2 separate regions of the Mus musculus genome follow, and region 2 is linked to region 1. Evidence: chromatin contacts called from public HiChIP or PLAC-seq data. All regions are on one chromosome and are shown on one strand. Each heading gives the region's core, a stretch centred on a gene start, on an enhancer-like site or on the middle of the called end of the contact. The rest is flanking DNA. Distances are from core to core; before and after follow the strand shown.

Region 1 (6,926 bases), core at 1,917-4,416:
GAGCAATCTTAAGTCAGACTGTCTCTATATAAATATTAAGTAGGAGAAAGAATATATTTATCCCTATACTGGGATTCACAAAATTAAAGGAGAAAGAGCTACCATTTTCTATCTGGAACATATTTTACCATTCTGGAAGTGTTTCTCAGTATATCAGTTTAAGAATACCACGTGTGTGTGTGTGTGGGTGGGGGTGGTGGTGGTGGTGGTGTTTGTTTTCATATCACTATGATCAGGTCTCCAAGAAAATCAACTTATAGGAAAAAGATTTATTTTGGCTAATTGTTTTGGGGCCAGAGCTGAGATTACTCTTCCAAAGCACGGCCCCAAGTGATTCACTTCTTCTTCCACCGAGGCTCTACCTTCCACACTTCCATAGCATCAATCAAAATCTGAAGCCAGGCAAGGAGGAGCTGGAGGCCTAATCCTTTCATTTTCTCTGGAAAGGACCTCACTGACACATCCAGTTGTTCATTTTACACATCTCCTATATATTTCTCAATCCTATCAAGCTGACGACGAAGATTGGCCATCACAGACATCCACTGGCAGTCACTGCTAGTAGAATGTTTCAAGAGTTAAGGATTCACAAAGTAATGTGTTAGATTCTGTAAATGTCATACTCTCCCAAAGGTCTGTGAAGTGTTCCAGATGGAAATTGTACAGCAGCAAAATGAAATTCCCTCATAGTTGATGCTAACTTTCTAGATTTTCTGCTATTTACATGTTTATAATCACCCCTAGGCTGTTGTTTGATATACTAAGAAGAGATGTGAATGAGCCAGAGGAACGATTCAGTGAGGAAAGATACCAGCCAAGTCTTAAGATCTGAGTTCCAGCACTTGGATTTACATGGTGGCAGGGGAGAATCAAGCCCTGCAAGCTGGTTTCACTGCCTCACGTGGGCTGTGGCACACCCACAAACACTAACAAGAAACAAAACTTAATTTGAAAAATTGAAACAGAGTTTAGTCACTCAGCTGACAAGTATTTTTTTTTCGTTACTTTTAAGACTTGAACAGGACAGGGAACACCAGGACCCTGGAAACTCTGTCTAGAGAAACAAACAAATAACCCACAAACCTATGCTGAGAAACCTTGTCTCAAATGGAAAAGGAAAAAAAAAAAAAAAGACTTGAACATGCAAGATTGTTGCAATTTTTTATACATTGTATTTCTCTATATTCTCCAGTCTTTCTTCCTCCAGTGTTTCTAAGAGTTTACAGAGTACTGAAGTATATTATGATCTTATTCAAAACATAAAGCTCCAAGTTTAAATTTTCTTCCTTTCTTTTCTTTTCTTTTCTTTTCTTTTCTTTTCTTTTTTTCCTTTCCTTTCCTTTCCTTTCTCTTTCTTTCTTTCTTTCTTTCTTTCTTTCTTTCTTTCTTTCTTTCTTTCTTTCTTTCTTTTTTAGGTTTTTCGAGACAGGGTTTCTCTGTGTAGCCCTGGCTGTACTGGAACTCACTTTGTAGACCAGGCTGGCCTCGAACTCAGAAATCAGCCTGCCTCTGCCTCCCAAGTGCTTGGATCAAAGGTGTGCGCCACCACCGCCGGGCAAAGTTTAAATTTTCATTAGAAATTTCCCAAATAGCTTAAGAATCATTTGGAGATATTATGGCAGCCAAACTCATTTGACTTCGAAGGAGAGGTCTCTACAGAAAATGCAACTTCAAAAAGTAAGTTGAAAACTTTAAAAAGTTAGACCCACAAGGTGGGTACACCAGCAATTCCTTTACTACCACTCCGGAGGCTGAGGCAGGGAGATGGAGAAGTGGAAGACCAGCCTGGCTTTGTATACTGTCTTTAAAGAATCTTTTATTTGCAGGCCAGGTAATGAAATCAGAAAGAATTTTGATTTAAAAACAAGTAAGCAAACAAAGTTCCAAATCCTTGCAAAAACAGTCAGCCTTGTGGTGATGGCACACGCCTGCCTGTAATGCCTAAACTTCGAAGGATCACCCTGAGGCCACCCTGGGCTACATAATAAAACGCTCTTTCAAAACCAAAAAGCATAATAAAAACAAAATTGAAAACCGTACATAGATTGCTACATCACCACGCTTGAAGAGATTCTGCTTCGACATACTGAGGCCTGCGGATACAGTAATGACAGTAACTGTCAACTAAGCTGCAGCACCTTAGATCCAGTTACCAACGCCCCTCCAGTTCCGATTCCGCACGGCACCCTTCCACCCGCATTCCAGGGAGCGATCTAGGCAGGCACAGTTGTAAAAGTTCTTTTATGAACCAGGCATGGGCCACCCACACACGAATCAAGGAGCGTCCTGGGAGGTCAGCAGCTCGAACTCTATTTTCTCTCTTTCACTAAAGCCCCGCCCGGGAGGAGACTTAGTCGCTGGTCGCCCAGGCAAAGATCGCAGCGGGAGGCGACTAGGTTGCCCAATAGTTCTCTAGCTGCCCGGGTGACGCAGCAGCTCCGACCGGACTCCGGACACCCGGCGCGCGCGGCCGGCCCCCACCGCAGGCAGTCCTGGGCCCCCGCTCTGGATCCCTGCGCATCCGTGCCGTGACCAGAGCGCCCATCCCCGGGAGCCCCACGAACGCCAGGGGTAGCGCCGGTTACGAGTGCGAAGGCCGAGCCTGGGCTGGACTCGGTGGCTTTCCCCGAGGGGCGTGCACCACCTCGGCGCCCCGCCCCGCCCCGCCCCGCCCCCGCGCGTCGGCGGAAAGGCCGGGCGTGCGCGCCGCCGCCGCGCGCCGGGAAGGGGAGTGAACCGAGGCGGTGACGTCGCTCGGGAGGCGGAGGCGACAGCGACCTCGGCGGCGCCGCGCGGCGGAGACGGTTGCGCTCGATCGCGGTCTTGGCGTCATGGCGGCTGCCGGCGGCCGATAAGCGGCGGGGCGGGAGCGCGGACGGAGGAGGCGCCCTCGGTACTTCCCGCTCGGCCCGGGCGCCCGGAGATGAACTGATCGTCGGACCCGCTCCCCAGCTCCGCGCGTCTCCGCCCGCTGCCTCCCCTCCCCCTCTGCCGTCCGCGGCGCGGGTCCCGCGGCCTGGGCATCCAGGATCGCGGGCCCCCGCGCGGGGCATCCTCCGCCCGAGGCGCCGGCCCGCGCCACCCTTCGCCCTGTGCCCGCCGGTAAGGACGGGTCGGCGAGGCCGGGGAGGCCGGGAGCGGGCGAGGCCCGCGAGGCCCGGCGCGGCGCCGGGGGCGTGGGAGAGCGGCCCGGCGCATCCTCAGCGGCCTGGCGGCGCTGCCCGGCGCGCGGAGGGGACCAGCACGTGGGAGCGCGGGGCGGGTGGGGGGGAGGGGGCGGTGGCCGGGCGAGCCCGGGAGGGCGCGCGGCGGGGCTGCGGGAGCGGGAGGCGGGAAGGAGGCCGCGGCGCCCGGCTGCGGGGAGAAGGTGCAGCGGCCCCGCGCGGCGCCGCCCGGCAAACTTAGCCGGGAGCCCGGCAACTGCCAGGCGGGGAAGGAGGCTGCAGAGGGAGCCCTGGCCACTTCGGGGGCTCTTATTGTTGAGACGCGGGAGCGTCCGGAGTCCGGGCGCTCGGAGGAGAACTTAGGGCCGGACGGAGAAAGGAGGCGAGGCTGGAAAGGAAGTCCAGCGGACGGGGAAAGCCATCTTGAGGGGCGAGAGGAAGGTGAAAGGGAAAGCGCCTAGGCGAGTGAACTTTCTCAGCGCAGACTTTGCGGAGAGGAGGTGGAGGACTTCGGCCGGTTTCACCGGGGCTGGAATTAATAGTTAACGTTAGGAATTACTGTTGAGTGCTGTGGATCTTAGGTGACCTGTTCTCCCAGAGGTATGGAGACTGAGCTCTGCAGGTTGGAAATCCTGATCCAGGTGCAGAGTCGGCCCCCCGGGCGGAGGTGGCAGCAGCCTGTTTGGCCCCTCTGTTCTTTGGAGTGGAAATAATCAGTTAAGTCTCTGCTGGAGTCGGAGGACAACTCTGTTGCGTCCCGAGTGTGTCTTGGTGGTACTTTCTGGCTGGGGAAGGATCTGACGTCTCCTTCCCCCGCTTCTTCCTCTCCCTCCCCTGCCAGAGATCTCCTTTGTTTATTCGTGGTTGGCTTGTAGGTGACTCTAGTGCTCTGGCGGAAATCTTGAGAGGTGGAAATATTGTCTTGCTCCCCACCCCCGTCCCCGTCGTTTGCCTTGAAAATAAGATACAGTGTGTATTCTTTGTATTGCCTTTTTATGTTTTTTTTCAAGGCGTCTTAAGTACCTTACTGGGTATATAATTTTTTTTTCCACTCTACCATTGGTTTACCTGGTAAAAACTGTCTGTTTTGACGTTTGTAGTTTTGCTAAGATCATGATAACCTTTTATTACTCTCTTTTCCGAATGAACATTTAAAAACTTTCCTTAGCTGGATATGAAGTTCTTAGTAATAGGAGTTAGTGCTTCAGTAAACATAACCCTTACCCTCTCGTCGTTTGTTTGTCGAAGTTACCGAGTAGCATTTTCTCCTCTTTGGGAGTATGTATATGTTACTTTGTTTTAGGAATCTATATAAATAGTGCTACACAGTAGTAATTAGTCTGGAAAGTTTGTTGCTCTTCTGTCAAAACAGCACTAGCAGTGGCAGGCTAAGTCCTAGCAAGCAAGAATGCACTTAATAGATGCCTAGTTCTTGTACGTGAAAGGCGTCTGGGCCTTCGAGCCACCTCTAGTCTGATGGCCTAGGTCCATTTCTGGGAGTTCTAAGTCGGGCTTACATCTTTTCCTACAGCACATATTCTTAACTGCTAATCTATTTCCCGCAGGTGACACAGAGAGAGCCCCAGGAAACCCGTGAATGTTGAAGAAAATTCATCTTTGAAATTTTGATATTCGAGGAAATCTGCATTCATACTCATCTTTTATTAATCTGAGGGGATTTTTGTTTTATTTAAAACTTCTTGATATTTACAATGAATGGACACAGTGATGAAGAAAGTGTTAGAAATGGCAGCGGAGAATCAAGGTAAGCAAGTTCTTTAAACCAGCTGGTTACCTGAGACCTGAAACTGAGTGTTTTTATCAAATTGTCTTAGCTTGGCAAAAGTTAAAATGACTCTAATAGCAGTTTTGTTAACATTGCATATTATGTGTGTGTGTGTGTGTGTGTGTGTGTGTAAAGATAGCAAGATAGCAGGGACTATAGAAGGCTTTGATCTATTTAAATCTATTGGAGGGTTTATATTTTGAAGTAATTGAAGCTGAAACAGTAAAGAGACATTAAAATTGATTTGGCCATTAATGAACTGTCCAAATAAATGCAGTAAGAATTTCTGCACTCCTCTTTTTTTGGAGTTTTATGTCCTACACCTATGTTGTTCAGTTAGCTACTAGCCACATGCAACAGTTTAGATTACAAAACATTCAAAATTCTCTAAGTTACACCTGACATTTCAAATAGTATGTAAATGACATATGACACATGTCCACTATGTTGGACAGCACTATTGGGAACTATTTCTACCACTGTAGAAAACTTTAGATAAAATTGACGTGAATTCAGTTTATGTTTTTTTGTTTGTTTGTTTGTTTTTGTTTTTTTCGATTGTTATTTTTATATTGGTGTTTTAGAGTTCTTACTTGAACCATATTGTTTCTTAGAAATAAAGTTTATGGAAATAAAATGTTGGGCCATTTTATGTGTAAGACAGCCTTAGGATCTGTGGTAAAGCACTCACCGCTCTCCACAAAAATTCTCACCCCAAATTAAATGGAGCATTGAAATTATAGGCATTTATCAATTACTGCCTGCTCCAACGCCATTCAATTCTTTTATATTTTTAATAGTCTCCACATTACTGTTACAGTTCATTATTTATGTATACTTAACATAGAAATCAGCAAAGTAGGTGTTGGAGTCTGACTGCGCAGTCAATCCTGACTTTCAGTTACACACTGTGAATTGAGGTAAATTACTCTGTTGTTCTGATATTTGGTCTTGCAAAATGGAAATTACACTATTATTTACAAAACATAAGACATGTGAGATGCTGCCATGTCAGGCTTGAAATGGTTTCATGGACAATAGACATTGATGTCCCATGTAGGTGCTGGGATAGCTTACAAAAGCAGAGTAGTGACAACACAGAGAATTGAACATTGTAGTTACATAAGTATGGATCTAGAAGTTAAAAACCTGGGTTGAGCCTGGGAGTGGTGGTGTACACTTTTAATCCCTGCATTCGGGAGGTAGAGGCAGGTGAGTCTCTAAGCTGGAGGCCATCCTGGTCTACATAAGAGTTTCAGGATAGTCAGTACTACATAGAGAGACCCTGCCTCAAAAAACTAAGGGGTTGGAAGGGGGGGGGCGTTGTACAGGTATATGTGGTAAAATTTATAGAGTCAATGGAGTTGAAGTTAGAGGATTTGTGTATGTGTGTGTGTATGAGAGAGAGGTGGGGGGAGAGAAGGGGGGAGAGAGAGATATATTGATTGATTGATTAAGAGAGAGAATAAGAGATTTTTTTTATTTTGGGACAGAGTTTCATGATGTAGCCCTTGCTCACTTAATTCTCCTTATGTAGACCAGGCTAGCTATGAATTTACTGAGATCCACTTGGCTTTGGCCTCTGAGTGCTGGTCCACTTAAGAGGATGTTTACACTTCAATTTTGATTCCTATCTCTGTAGATACATTGTAGTAAGTGAATAGAAGAGTTACATGTTTAAGGTCTCATTCATTAGGAGAAACATAGGAATCAGGGTACCACAGACTCTTGACCAAATATCTACTTGCTTAAATCAGGGGATTACCTGCTTGTACAGTCTCAAAACTTAACCTATTTCAGTGTTGCTGCCATATCTAAACTTTTTTCTGTAGCAAGGCACATTGTATATTTCTTAGCCAACACAATCAAATTTGTTTAACTATTTCCGATGTTACTTTTATTTTTCCAACTTGGCATAGCTGGAATATTATTCCTCTAATTCATATATTATTCCTGTAATCCTAGGAAGGGAGGTG
Region 2 (6,926 bases), core at 2,606-5,105, 1.8 Mb after region 1:
CAGGCATCTATCTGTGGACCAGGTGTGTGCAGTGCCCAGAGGGTGGTGCATCCTATGAGATTGGAGATGCTGATGGTCGTAGCAAGTCATGGATGTTGGGAATCAAACCCAATGTGCTCTTAACCATGGAGTCATAGCTCTAGCTCCTTTTTGCCCGTTTAATCTGGGTTATATTTTCATTATTGAGTTCATTGTATAAGATTTAGAAATATTTTGTGGCATTCTCTGTTGTTTCTTCATTTTCTTGAAAGTATCCTTTCAGAAAGTTCTTAATTTTGGTGAACTTTCTTTTTTACCTATGTTATCTCATTGTCTGTGCTTTTGTTGTCATATAATAATAACTGTCCCCTAATACAAGGTCATAAAGTTTATTCAGTCTTCTAAGAGTTTAATAATTTTAGCTATTAGAATCCTGGTTTTGATCCATTTTGAATTATTATTATGATTATTTTTATAGAACTAGAGAAAGTGGTTCCAGTTTATTCTTTCACATGAGAATACGCAATGCAATACTGTTACCGAGAACTGTTCCTCAATGAATTGCCATGGTAGCCTCATCGCCTTGTCAAAAATCACTATCCTTAAATATAAGGATTTATTTAGAATTTTAGTTCTGTGCCGTTGATCAGTCTGTCTGTCTGTCCTACATCATTCCAAGTACTATGGCTATGAGGTTGAGATTGTGTTAGTATAAGTCCTCTGTTTTTTCTTACTTCAAAACTGTTTTGGCTTCTCTGGGTTCTTTAAGGTTCTGTGGGGCTTTAGAGCCTTTTTATTTTTATTTTTTTAGTTTTAACCAAGGGGCTAAGTAGGATTACAGAAATTGTACTGACTCAGCAGATCAACTTAGAGATATTTTCATCTTAACACTATCCAATCTCCTCCTATTCATGAACAAACAGAGCATTTAATAAATTATTTATTAAGTTCTTTATCTGAGCATTGTTTAATAGATTTTGGTGGACAAATACTGAATGGCCTCCTTCTTTCTCCCTTATCTGTCTTCATTTGTTATGATTCTAGGGATCAAAAACTGTATTTCATGCACAATAAATATGGTCCTACCACTGGAGTATGTGTTTAGTCTGTGAAATTAGTTTCTTTAATTCATACTGATCACATTCATTGTTACTGTTTAAAAAGAAACTGCCTCTATATACGGATGTTATCCTCTGCAAACTTATGGCCTAGAATAGGTTTATATTCAGATTGGTGGGTGTGTACCTTAAGGTTTTTTACACATATGATTATGCCATTTGTAATGAATGTAATTTGGTATGTTGTTTTCTAATATTGACACCTTTTTAAAATTTTTCTTGACATAGTTTCTTGGATAGAATTTTCAAATGATGCTGGATAGAAGTAGCTTGAAAAGACTACTGTTAAAGAAATTAATTTCTTTTTTTAAAAAGACTTATTTATTATTATATCTAAGTACATTGTAGCTGTCTTCAGATGCACCAGAAGAGAGTGTCAGATCTCATTACGGAAGGTTGTGAGCCACCATGTGGTTGCTGGGATTTGAACTCAGGACCTTCAGAAGAGCAGTCGGTGCTCTTAACCACTGAACCATCTCTTCAGCCCAAGAAATTAATTTCATTTTTTTCAACACTAAAGACAATTTTAACAGTATGGTTTTCGAAGATTCCTTTTAAATGTTAAGGAAGCTCTCTTCTATAACTAACTTGTGCTTTTCATCATGAAGTACTGTTAGCATCTGGTCAAATGCATGAGTTTTATATTTAATTGCTGCCTGCCAGTAAGAGAAACTGGTTGAGAACTACCTTGCTTGCTCATACTTTGTTAATCTATAATAAATTGCTTAGTTACGAATATATATGGGTTCTTGGGAATAATTTGTTTTGTTTACATAATGTTTTTTATGTAAAGCTATTGGGAACATACTGTTTTTCCATAGTCATTCACTAGAAGAAAAATAGAATGTAATTATATTGTAATTTTATACTGCTTGAAAGATTTTGCTGGGATATATAAGCTATGGAAGAAAAAATAAAGTGTGTTGAAGCCTGTGTGTATATGTGCATATATGCGTAGCAGGTGGTTCTGATGCTAAAGTCCTGTTCCCAGTTGGTTCTTGATCAATGACTAAAGATGCTAGGAGCCAATTGGGCAGAAGGAAAGAGGTGGGATTTCTGAGTCCCTGCAGGAGGCTAAGAGAAGCAGGAAGAGAAAGTGAAATTACGCCATGCTTTGGAGGGAGAAAGGTGACCAGCCATGTGAAATCTCGGGCAGAGCAGCCATAAGCTGCTTTTCCAGGAGAGATGTTAGAAGCATAACTAAGCTGAGGGTAGATTTAGGGTTCTGAACTAAGAGTATTGGAAAGGACATACTAGCCATGGGAGATTAGAAGTGCCCAGCAATTGAGCCAATAAGGCAGGTTGTAAGTAGGTTGTGTGGTGTGTGTGTGTGTGTGTTTCATCCACAGATCCAAGGGAACCTGGGTGGGGCTGGTAGCACTGTTCACCTGGAGCTTAAAGCAGGGTAGCAAAAACTACACACTACATATACACATAAATGTAGACATGTAAACAAGTATATATGTGTATGTGTGAAATGTTTGGGGCCTGCTTGTTGGAGCTTTGCTCCATCCATTCAATGTGTGAACATGTTATGTATGTCTGCCTCTCTGTAGGCATGTATGTATATATGTATTAAGTTATTAGAGCCTGTTTTGCTGCATATACTCAGTGTGTATGTGTGTGTTTATGAATTTTCTCTCTTTCCTTTTCTTTCTTACAGGCCCCTAAAGAGTTAGAAGAGTTTGGAGTTTTTCACTGGGAGTAGCAACCCCAATGGATCCAGCTTTGTTCCCTCAGAGAAAAGTCTGCTGAGTAATTTTTCTAATTGCTGGCTGCCATCAGCAGCACCGCCCCTCTCCTCGCCCCCAACTAGTGGCTTTCAGCATGAACCCTCAACAGCTCTTGAGTGCTTACCTCCATCAGCTGCTATAGCACTGACCCCAGTCATCATTGCCATACGTCACTGCCTACCTCTATTTATCCTGTGGTTCCAAAGCTGCTCTTTGTCAGTTTTTGACAAATATTATTTATAATTATTAGACAGACTATCCTTTAGATCCCCTTTAAATATAAAAGGGATAGTTTCTATTTTAGACCACTTTACCTGGGATTCTTTCTTTGGCATCTTTTCAATCAAGAGCATTGCTTTTATTTATTTATTTATTTATTTATTTATTTATAAATTTTAAATTTCATTAAAAATACATATATGAATGGAAATAAGCAACCTCATGGAGTGGGAGGTGGGGGGATCCTCTAGAAAGGTACCAGGGACCTGGGAGGTGAGACACTCTCAGGACTCATTGGGGGCAACCTCAGCCAAAATGATCAACACTGGGTAAAGGGAACTCAAAGAGTCCACCTCCAGTAGATAGACAGGGCCTCAAGTGAAGGGACGGGGTTATTAACCTACAGTCGAAATTCCTGACCCAGAATTGTTCCTGTCTAAAAGATATGCTGGGATCAAAATAGAGAAGACTGAAGGAAAGGAGATCCAATGACCAGCCCAACTTGGGATCCATCCAAGGGGGACCACCAAGGCCTGACACTACTATGCTATGATATGCTTACAGATGGGAGCCTGGCATTGGCTGCCCTCTGAAAAGGCCTTATAAGCAGCTGACTGAGACAGAAGCAAATTCTTACACCCAACTAGTGGACTGAAATCAGGGACCCCCTAGGTTGAATTAGGGGGAAAGAACTGAAGAAGCTGAAAGGGAGAGTGGCTCCATAGGAAGATCAACAGTCTCAACTGACCCAGACCCCTGGGAGCTCCCAGAGACTGAACCACCAATCAGAAGCATGCACGGGCTGGTCCAAGGCCCCTGGCACATATGTAGCAGAGATCTGTCTGGTCTGACCTTAGTGGGATAGGATGGGCCTCATCCTGGAGAGACTTGAGGCCCCAGGGAAGAGGGAGGTCTGGTGGAGGTGGAGTGGGAGAGCATACTTTCCTTTCCTTCAGGATTCCTTCAGTTTCTGAGTTTCTCCTGGTATTGGTTTGAGTCTGGTGCTGCTTCCATGAGGACTACATGGACTCTAAACCATCTTACCATGTCTATCTATGGTAAGAATTGGGTAGAGACAAACTACCAACCCTCCCCCCTAACCCCCACATCTGGCTATATCACAGAGTGTTGTTAGAACAAGGACCTTGGAGATATAGAATATCACAATTCCTTCCTTGATTACTGAGGCTAGAAGTCAATGAAGTGAGGCAGACAGTTGTGCTTGTCATCTAGAAACCAAGCTGATGAGAAGGTGTACTTCCTGTTTGAGTCATTTAACTAAGGATATGCACTCTAGGCTTCAAGTGCTTCTAGACCCCTCTTCCTCTGAATGCACATTTACATCAAGATTCCCTGCTTTGTGATTCTGATTTGAAAAGCTGTCCTCACTCTCACTTGGCCACACAGAAGAAAGCAGAGGAGAAAGGGTGTCTTTGAAGGGAACTGAAGGAACCCTCGGGTGAAACAGCAACAGGCAAATGGCTCATTGCCTCTTGTCACTCACTTGGAACACCCTTAGGAACCAAGGCGTGGCTGTATGGTGTAGTCAATGGGGAACAAAGTGCCTCTGGGTATCTACGCACTACACAGCAGCCAGGAGGCACTTGCAGCTCACACTGTAGCTAAGCCTTTTTCACTCAGCCTGTGTACATTAGATAGATCACAACAGCTACTGAATAAATTACTTTACCCATGGAAAAATACATCTTGAATGCCTCGTCAGTCTGAGGCTGATTTCTCTTACCCAAAGTCTCTGTGTGGCCAGGAATTATAAGACAGTTTTCATGTTATCCTAGAAAATCCTAACAATAATATTTGCTAATATAGAGATATAAGAACAATAGTTTTCCTCATAACAAGTACTGAGTAACTTGTGAGAAGTGACTCTAAGAGATGCCACAATACAAAAGGCCACAAACCAGCCTTTTAAACGGTGAGGCCATTTTGTTGACCTGCTGTTATACTGGCCTTTTGGATCTGGATTTTGACACTGAGCCCCAATGCTCTAAAGGAGACACTTCAAGGAGTTATGGAGAAGTGAGGAATCAGCAAGGGCTCTATGTCCCTCTCTCTGTATGTGTGTGCCCATGTGTGCACATGCATGAGTTTGTGAGAATGTGTGTGTGAAAGAAGATTCCCTAGAAATGGCCAGGTAAGTGAGATGTTCTGAAGAAAAAAAAAGAGGCTCAGGAAGGTAAATAATTTTTTCAGATTTCCTCATTTGCTTGCCTGGGAAATCCTACATTGTTCAGCAACATGTCGGCTTTAGCACATTGTGTAGAAAAGGATCTTGGACTAAGTTCTGAATCCAACTTTGCTAAAGGTAGAAGAGAGACTACAAGATGTACACAAGCAGGACATCTGACACTTAGGCCATGCTCTCTCATAACCAAAGCAAACCAACCAACCAACCAACCAAAAATGACCTGATAACACCTATCTTAGAACTAAACCTTGTGAAAGTTCTTATCTCCTCGCAATAGAAATCACAGAAGTCTGCAGCTGAGGGTAGATGCTTTAGTTGAGGCTGAATTCAAAGTACTTTAGGAAAATGGATTTTTACAAAACCTAGTTAGTGAAGCTAGTATTATTTCCTTTCTTCCATGATGTGGATCAAACTCAGGTCATCAGGCCTGACAGCGTGTACCTTTATTGACTGAGCCATCTTGCTGGCCTGTTTTCTAACAAATAATACTGTTCCTTGAATAAAATACAAGCAAATTCAAGGCTTAAACTTGTAAAAAGAAAACACAGCACTTGTTACTTCACCGGTGGCAATCATTTTCCTTGCTATATGATTCGATGGTGACAGTGGGAACCTCCTGACAGGATTGCCTTCAACAGAGACAGTGCTACCTCAGTGCACTGCACTTCATCAAGACACATAAAAAGGGCTCCTTTCTCAAGGTCATGGGATTTGGGTCATTTACATTATCAGTAAGTTCAAACCACTTATATCCAAGCTTAATTTCACAATAATGCACCACCTCTTTTGATAGTGAATTCATAACAGGATAATTTTTTTTCTCATTAGAGCAAATTCTTTGAATTGCTTCAAATTCCAAACAGTGTCCTATGGGTCACTGCACATAATCTACATCTAAGCTAGATACACATATAAATTAAACATATTATGTGAGATTTCAGCTAAGGTATAATCTGTTGTCTATAAAATGGTGGGGATAGACTAGATCGTCTACAAGGTTCCTTTCAGCACTAGCAATCTGAGATCTTAAGACATTTGATCAATTTCTCTGTATATGACATAATATATTTGTGTTACATACATACATACATTCATGGCCAAATAAATATTACCTCCAAGTAAATATTATCTCCACTATAAGTCAATCAAGAGTTAGTTTACAGTTTCCTTATAATTAACCAAAATTCACCAACAGTCAGGGTTTTATTTCAGTTGTAAAACAAATATAACCGCATGCATTTGAATTGCCTGTTTTTTTGTTTATGACTATGTGTAGGGACAGGATGAAAATACTACAGCGCATGTGGAAGTCAGAGGACAATACGTGGGAGTCAATTCTCTTCTTCCATGATGTGGATCAAACTCAGGTCATCTGGCCTGACAGTGTGGACCATTACTGACTGAGCCATCTTCCCGGCCTGTTTTCTGACATAGAATACTGTCCCTTGAATAAAATACAAGCAAATTCAAGACTTAAATTTGCAAAAAGCAAAGCATATTAGACTTTATTTCTATAATTCCCTAGCTGGTGTGTTGTATAACATTATTCAATTTACAGGAATCATCTCCACACACAGGCATCTTAGGAAGCAGCTAGTACCTTTAATGACCAGAGTTGGATTTATGCTTTCTGGGACAGGCACCACCATGCAGTTACAGATGTTTTTATCT

What was found. HiChIP or PLAC-seq counts read pairs in DNA pulled down with a chosen protein or histone mark.
Region 2: an H3K27ac HiChIP or PLAC-seq map of large pre-B cells shows a contact between it and region 1, with 4 times the contacts expected there. The contact joins the enhancer-like site here to the promoter of 5830433I10Rik in region 1. A contact is called at or near these places in 3 of 39 promoter capture datasets (hippocampal neurons, liver and pre-B cells) and 2 of 115 datasets of contacts at active chromatin or transcription factors (embryonic stem cells and large pre-B cells).

The regions. Positions count from the first base shown.
Region 1 is chr17:15,702,211-15,709,136 of GRCm38.p6, forward strand. 5830433I10Rik (a long non-coding RNA gene) reads right to left here and starts at 3,167. Exons shown (of 2, transcript XR_001782213.2): 1 at 2,104-3,167; 2 at 1-558. Chd1 (chromodomain helicase DNA binding protein 1) reads left to right here and starts at 2,757. Exons shown (of 36, transcript NM_007690.3): 1 at 2,757-3,102; 2 at 4,730-4,929. The coding sequence starts at 4,877.
Region 2 is chr17:17,512,231-17,519,156 of GRCm38.p6, forward strand. Gm41537 (a long non-coding RNA gene) reads left to right here. Exons shown (of 3, transcript XR_876645.1): 3 at 4-1,072. Among named protein-coding and RNA genes, the nearest start is that of Gm41537, 24 kb to the left of the region's middle. Within about 2 kb of position 3,856, at least 20 of the 459 cell types and tissues checked have an H3K27ac peak or open chromatin away from gene starts, as enhancers often do.